2 separate regions of the Mus musculus genome follow, and region 1 is linked to region 2. The links are chromatin contacts, called in public HiCAR-type maps. All regions are on one chromosome and are shown on one strand. Each heading gives the region's core, a stretch centred on a gene start, on an enhancer-like site or on the middle of the called end of the contact. The rest is flanking DNA. Distances are from core to core; before and after follow the strand shown. Region 1 overlaps Tcf7 (transcription factor 7, T cell specific). Region 2 overlaps Jade2 (jade family PHD finger 2).

Region 1 (3,787 bases), core at 878-3,377, 430 kb before region 2:
AGAAGAAGAGGCGGTCAAGGGAAAAACATCAAGAATCCACCACAGGTGAGGGCTTGCTTCAGTAATATAGAGGTTCCTCTCCACATTCCTCTTTCAAGAGCAGCCCTGCTCTGGCGCAGAGGGTGGGGTGGAACTCTCAGCCACAACGTTTCAGTGCCTGAGCCCTCTGGAAACAAATCTGCATCTCTTAAATCTAATTCCATGCTAGTAACAGCTTAACTGTAGGAATGGACCAGCAGGAGCACACGACATACCCCGTGCCACCTTTGCCAGCCCCGCTCCCAGCTCGGTTCCACGAGAACAGCTAGTGAGGAACTGATCATAAAGTTCTGTGTCTAAACTGGAAATGTTAGCCAGGACCCAGTAGTAATCACACAGCCTGCTGACAGGTACCAAGTGATTTCTCCATCACCAGTTCCCATTTCTCATGGCAGTGCACAGTGCTGCAGGGAGCCCAGAGAGCCCGTCCTGCTAGAGGCCTTATCTTGTCCCAGCTCAGATGATTTAGATGACAGACTGTGATGGACATTCTCAGCTACGTTGCTCCCATACAGAAAAGCTGGAGCCTAGGACTGGGACAGGACAGGAAAGAATTTCCTAGGCCTTTCTCTGAGGATAGAGCAGGTCTTTATTTCTGTCTATAAGTGTGGAACATTAGGTAAAACTAGGCCATATATACCTTTAGCCTTATTAGGAACGTGGGCCAGAGGGAGATGGGACATTCTCAAGGAAACTGCATAAAACATGGTAGTTGGGGGTAGAAGACAGCCCCAACATAGAAAATGTAGAAGCCCTAAAGGCCCTGTGTACAGTTCCGGAACCCCCATGCTAGAAGGATGATCAGGCAAGGGAAAGGGAGGGCAGCGTGAAGAGCACCCCACACTCTGTCACTCTTCCCACTGACTCTTTTGCCCAACTGGGTGACTGCCTTTTCTCATCCCTTGCTCTGGGTCCTAAGGCTTCCCCTGGGTCTGGCTCTGCCATGGGAAGTCCACTCTGCCTGTGGGGGCTATGGGGTGTCTATAACTGGCTAACACTGATGTTACCTCTTCTTTCTGGGCCCTGTTCTGCCCTGCTGCCTGCCTGCTCGCCCTCTGCCCTGTTCTGCCCCTCTGGCATGGGTGTGAGCAGACCCTGGCTCGCCTAAGAAATGTCGTGCTCGCTTTGGCCTCAACCAGCAGACGGATTGGTGTGGTCCGTGCAGGTGGGTTTGTCCCCACCGTCATCCTCCCTTTGCTTCAAGCTGCTTCCCTTATTGCACATGTTCTGCTGGGTCTGCAGCCCTTCCTTTGTCCCTCAGTCCCCTAAGCAAGCCCTGTAGAGAAGGAAACCCATGGCTCCTAAGAATACAACTGAATTTTGAGCACAGCTTGTGAAGGAGATGACTGGTCAAGGTGAGACAAGTAGCCAGGGGGAGACATACATAAGCAAACGTGGGTCTGGTAACAAGATAACCAAACCATTACCTCAGGAGACAGATCTGTCACACTTCGGTAGCTGAGGCCCCTACTCCTAGCTCCAACGTGATTAAGTCCCACAACCCTCATTTTTTAAAAATAGAATTCCTGCTTGAGAGATACAAGGTGATAGTATCAGAGACTCCTGGAAATAGTCTGATCACCAGTGTGTGATCACTTGTCACCTTAGCTCTGGTAACACCAAAAAAGGAGACAGAGGATACGGGAGAAGCATCCAAGAGCAAGGAGGAAAGAAGTGGGTGTGTGTTGTGCTCACAATAGGAAATGGAGACTCCGTTCCTAGGAGAGGTCCTATTCCATCCATGTGTGCAGTTTAAGACAGATTGTGGCTGGGGACAGGTGTACACCCGGAACCCTAGCACTCAGGAGGCTGAGGTAGGCCAGCCAGTACCATTGAGAGCCCTAAGACAAAGAGCAAAAGACAAATCGTCCCCGAAGTGCTAGAGCTAGCTATTAATAAACAACAGTTAATTTGCATTTCTTCTACTAGCCTGGTTGTGAGAACCAAGTTTGCTCACAAGTATTAGTCAACCTTGCCTTAATAATGCCCATCTAATCCCTACAAATATACACTGAACAGTAGCTTAAAGACCCAAACTAAGAGACGGTTCCCCTGGAAAACAAGCAGCAGCCCACAGGCCTACACACAAGATTCCTCTTGCCACCTTGTGGCTGTCCCGTGTAATTGCATTTGTCCTAGGTCTGGGCCAGGTAGGGCTGGAAGATGGCCAGAGTTTCCTTGGCCATGGAGAGAGAAAAAAAGTGGTTAGCCGGGCCTGTTGAAGGTCAGCCATTTTCTGGTTGTGATGTGTGACTGTGGATTCACCCTCTGTTTACAGATAACTCTCTTCACTATTCCTAGGAGGAAAAAGAAATGCATTCGGTACTTACCCGGAGAAGGCCGCTGCCCCAGCCCCGTTCCTTCCGATGACAGTGCTCTAGGCTGTCCCCGGTCCCCAGCTCCCCAGGACTCACCCTCGTATCTTCTGTTGCCCTCCTTCCCCACAGAACTGCTTGCTAGCCCAGTGGAGCCAGCACCAACATTCTCAGGTCGCTCTGCAGCTCTCACTCTTCCAGCCCCTAAGTCTCCAAAGACCCCCCACAGCACCCTCCAGAATCCACAGATACAGCAACAAGAATCTCAGAGACAGGCAGCCTAACAGCCTTGGTTGCTAGGCACAGAACACCTGGCTTGCTCCAGGGGCCCACCCCTAACTCAGGAGGAGGCAACATGACCAGCTCCCATGGAACCAGCTAGGGGTCCTCTTAAGGTGATGAAGATTTCAAAGGCTGCACAACTCCCTGAACCAGGGGCCATCAATTCAAGAGGTGGGGGATTAGATCTATGTAGATGTATCATCTTAAGGGGATCCTGCCGCCTCTGACAGCCATATCTCTTGTTATTGCTGGCTGGACCTCCCTATTGGCCTAGGAGGTTTTGTTTGCTGTAGGTCAGATGGGTTGGACTGATCTCTTCAGCTGCCTACCCTACAAATGCTTCTCCTGCCCTCTGCCACACCCTCCCCATGCCAATACTTCTTGGACCAAGAATACCTGGTTTGTCACACAAAATAACTCTGTGGTCAACCAGCCACAAGTCTAAACAATAATGCTTCTCTCTTAAACCGAGAAGTTCTGTTTACAAAAACCAGCTGCTGTTCATAAGCTGGGCCGGAGGAAGCGGCTCCCTGTGTTCTCAGGCGCTTGCAAGAGGAGGGACTAGGATACGTTTAGGCCTTTCAACCTTGGCACCAACTACCTACTGGTGGGCAATAGTCAGCTTTCATTTCAATCTTTCCCAAGAAGCTCACCAGCATTAACAACTAGTCAATATAGTTGGCCTAAACCCAGTGTGCACCCTTCCTATCAGGCTCTTCCCAGTTCCATTTCCAGCTCATCTGAGTCAGCTCCTGGGCAGCTGTGAGAGGGCAAACCCCAAACCCCCAACAGCCAGAGCCTATCAGCATTGAGAACCGGCCAGCTTCAGTTTCTCTGTGGGGCTGCAGGAAGAAATGTTACTACTAAAGCAAGGAACCCATAAAACCTCTCTGTGGTGGACATGGTTCCTTGCCACATTCTAGAAACTCTTTTTGAGCCAAACTTAACCCTGAGCCTTGAAAAACAAGTTTTTTGTTTGTTTGTTTTAACTTTTTTTTTTTCATTCTCGCTGTAGATAGCCTGAATCCAAAGAAAACCAAAAGGGGTTATCCAAGTATTCCACACAAAAACAAAACAAAAAACCCTTTAGTGTTCCTACTTTAGTCACTCATTTCTCAATCCAAAGATCATGTTTCTAACGTAGTGTTGAA
Region 2 (3,403 bases), core at 219-2,718:
ACCTGGAGAGGGTAAGTAGCCCTGGTGGGTCAGGGGCCTTACCTCTTACTCCATGTGCCCTGCCCAGTTTGAGCCTTTGGTAGGCTCCAAAGACTCAGGGGGCTACCACAGACCCCTCCAAGGACAGGTGCCACCCATCTGAACATCTAGAAAGAGGTGGGAGAGCCTACCTGGAACTCTGTGAAGTCTCTTGGGAGCTTTAGACAGAGGAAATCCTGGTGGCCGGGGGTGGGGGGGGGGAGGGTTGTTCTGGCCAGGCATGTTTGTGCTGGCCAGAACTGGGAGGGCAGGGGTGGGTGGTGAGTGAGACTCCCATGGCCTGCCAGGCAGAGAACAGGGATTGGGAGAGACTCCCATGGCCTGCCAGGCAGAGAACAGGGATTGGGACAGATGTCACACACTTGGCATTGCCCCACAGAGGCATTCCAGGCCTGGCCTGGGTGACTGAGCCACACACACTTCCGTCTTTACTCTAGGAGGCAGGACAGAATTGTGGCTTGTGGTATATTTGGGGCTGAGGGAGATGGACATGTGTGTGTTGGGGGAAGGAGGAGGTTTCTAGAAGACTGAAGAAGAAAGCTATCAAAGATAGCAATAAGACCCAGCTCCAGGGGTCCAGCCTCAGTCCCTCTGGGGGCTACATGTTGGTAACTTTGACTAACAATGCAAAGGACCAAGTGCTCTTATGGGGGTGGGGCAGGGGTTCTCTGCAAGGCCCCATAGTGGCAGTGGCCTGGCCAGCAGGCCCAGTCTCTAACCATGGCCCAGGGCCAATAGCTGAGAGTAGTCCACCTTTGCCTGGGCACCAGGCCAGCTTGGTCCTGCTCCTGCATTGAAGGGACAGGGCAGGGCTGGAGTTAGAGGCCTTGGGTGGTCTGGCCCTGTACTGATTCTGGGCCCTTTCCCCTAATGGGTGACTTTCTGTTTCCTTTTCCTTGAACTGGAAGTAAGGATCCAACTGACCTTGGGGTCAGCGTTAGGGGGTCATACAAGGACAGTGGCCTCCATCTCTTGGAGTCACACAAGGATAGTGGCTTCCACTGTTAGTTGTGTTGTTTGAAGCTACCTTCTCACCTGGTAGCCCAGGCTGGCCTCACCCATTCCTCCCAAGTACTAGGATGATAAGGATCTGAGCCCGCCCCGCCCCTTCCTTACTTCAGATTGGTATTTTTATTACTATTGGCCCCATAAGCAGTTCAGCTCATAGAAGAGAGGTGAAGCCTTATATTCTGAGAGTGGGCTCCACAGAGCTGCAAGGCCTGGTGCTCCAGCACGGGCATCTTCTCTGATGGGTCAGGAGCAGAATTGCCACCAGCAGAAAATCAATTTTACGGCCAACCCAAAAGATACACTCTCCTACAAATTTCAGCCGCAGGCCTGGACCTTGGCAGGCAGCGTGGATGGGCACGGCCACCACAGCGTCCAGAGTTATTCACGGCTGACAGAAAGATTGCAGTAGTGGACATCAGCCTGCAGATGCCAGCTCATGTCCCCTAGCAACCGCTGACTATTAGGCCCTGCAGGACATGATTGTGGTTCTTGCTGGAAGAGTTTATTTCAGTGACTGAATGGACCTTGTGTGAGACCCAAGAGGGTGGCCGGAGCTCTCGGTCATCGGAGATGAGTATGTGGTAGCCTCACCCCTGCGTCCCTCCAAGGATGGAGAGGAACCATGGGAAACAGACCCTTTCCTTTTCTGATCTCGCTGTTTGCCTTGGGGTCCCTGGCCAAAATCCTTAACAGCACTTGGCTGGTGACACAGTCACTCTGTCCACCCAGTCAGTCAGCACTCCATTCTCCAGGTCTTTGTCTTCATTCAGTCATAATCAAGCATGGGCCCACCCCAACCCGAGATGACTTCATCTTAGCTACTTTTATCTTCTGAGACCTTATGTCCCATTCTGAGGTTCCCAGCAGGAAATCTTGCGGATTTCCACCCATGTAGAGGCCATCGAGGCCCTGGAAGGTGTAAGTTTGCCAGGAAGTGGTCTGATTTGCATTTCAAGAGCATTGCTGAGGGATTGTTTTACTGTCCCTGTGAAAGGATGGGGGATGGGGAAGGGTGGAACCAGGCTGTGAAGAGAGCTGGTATCTGCCACAAGGAGAGACTGGTGCAAATGTACTGATAGGTCAGTTGTGGGTGTGGACCAAGAGAACAGGTAGTGGGGATGAGTCCAGTTTTCAGCCATAAGTCTTCTACAACTCCCCTTTGCCCGGAGGGTGCACCCCCAGGGCCTGCTTACACCCCCCCCCACCCCTGCTGGTTTTGCCTCTCCTTTCTTTTTCCAGTACACTGTCACCACCTCCTGCTGGGCTAGGGTGTCCCGGTTTAGGCCATCTGCTCCAGGGAGTTCTTCCTGCCTTGCTGGGTGGCAGGCAATAGGAAGAAAGAGATGCTGGCCCCTATACAAATTTATTCCAGAATGGAGGAAGGCACAGAGCCAGGCTAAAGTGCAGGAGGAGAGGGGTGTGAAGAAGAGGTTGATTGGAAAGTGGGTCATGGTAAGAGGTGCACAGGCTGCTACCAGTGGTTCAAACCCAGGGCTGTCCCTGGAGGAAGAGGCTGGACATGGGAATTGATAAAGCTGGAGTCAGCAATGAGTGAACCCTGACGGCCTGGTGTTGCCAGTGCAGGTGAGGAGTACACACACACACACACACGCATGGAATGTCACAGCAGAGTACATGTCACACGGGATGTCATGGCAGAGTCCATATTGAATCCCTCCTGTGATGCTGTCCGCCGCACTGGACCTCCTAGGATCTCCTTCTCAAGTAGTCTCAGAAGGGAAAGGAAGGTCACACCTGATAAAGATCTGCTCATACTACCTCGAGCTAGGAAGGCCGGAGTCATAGGAAGGAGAGGCAGAGGTTCAACTCAGAAATCTGCCTGCCTCTGCCTGCCAAGTGCTGGGATTAAAGGCGTGCGCCACCACACCTGGCTGGAAGGAGAAGCTCTTAATTAAAGGTAACTCAGGCAGCTAAGTAAGACCTGAAGACCACCTGGCAACTGTGTAAAGGGAGGCCTGAGTGGGAATAGGATCCAGGCTGAGCAGCTATGGTCAGTAACTGTCCCTGTTTCTGGAAAACTCCACATGAGCCCAAAGGTGATACCAGATGGAGGGAGCGTCTCCAGGGCTGAAGCCTGGAAGTATGTGAGAGAGCAGTCCTTAGGGGATAGAGGAACCCTGAACAGGCAGTGACAGGTCCACTTCATATCCTGCCAGCCAACCTGAAGAATGTGTGCCCGTCCTCTGGGCTAAGCCAGATGACTTCAAAGCCTACTGTAGGGACTCTAACCAGCTGGCCCAAGGGAGTCAGGGGCTGCTGTCCTTTATAAAGTCAGGCATCATGTTGCTGTGGATATGGGAGCATTGGCCCAGGGGGCAAGGCCCTGGCTCAG

Evidence for each region. HiCAR-type assays count read pairs that join an accessible place to other places.
Region 1: a contact with region 2 is called in a HiCAR-type map of astrocytes, with 3 times the contacts expected there. The contact joins two enhancer-like sites. A contact is called at or near these places in 1 of 15 datasets of contacts at CTCF or cohesin (large pre-B cells), 2 of 484 Hi-C or Micro-C datasets (B cells and pro-B cells), 2 of 115 datasets of contacts at active chromatin or transcription factors (astrocytes and extraembryonic endoderm stem cells) and 1 of 9 other capture datasets (embryonic stem cells).

What each region holds. Positions count from the first base shown.
Region 1 is chr11:52,252,516-52,256,302 of GRCm38.p6, reverse strand. Tcf7 (transcription factor 7, T cell specific) reads left to right here. Exons shown (of 11, transcript NM_001313981.1): 10 at 1-45; 11 at 2,341-3,787. The coding sequence ends at 2,420. Among named protein-coding and RNA genes, the nearest start is that of Skp1, 22 kb to the right of the region's middle. Within about 2 kb of position 2,127, at least 45 of the 459 cell types and tissues checked have an H3K27ac peak or open chromatin away from gene starts, as enhancers often do. A contact at or near this core is called in astrocytes, where this site is marked.
Region 2 is chr11:51,821,551-51,824,953 of GRCm38.p6, reverse strand. Jade2 (jade family PHD finger 2) reads left to right here. Exons shown (of 13, transcript NM_001357588.2): 10 at 1-11. Among named protein-coding and RNA genes, the nearest start is that of Gm30110, 32 kb to the left of the region's middle. Within about 2 kb of position 1,468, at least 46 of the 459 cell types and tissues checked have an H3K27ac peak or open chromatin away from gene starts, as enhancers often do. A contact at or near this core is called in astrocytes, where this site is marked.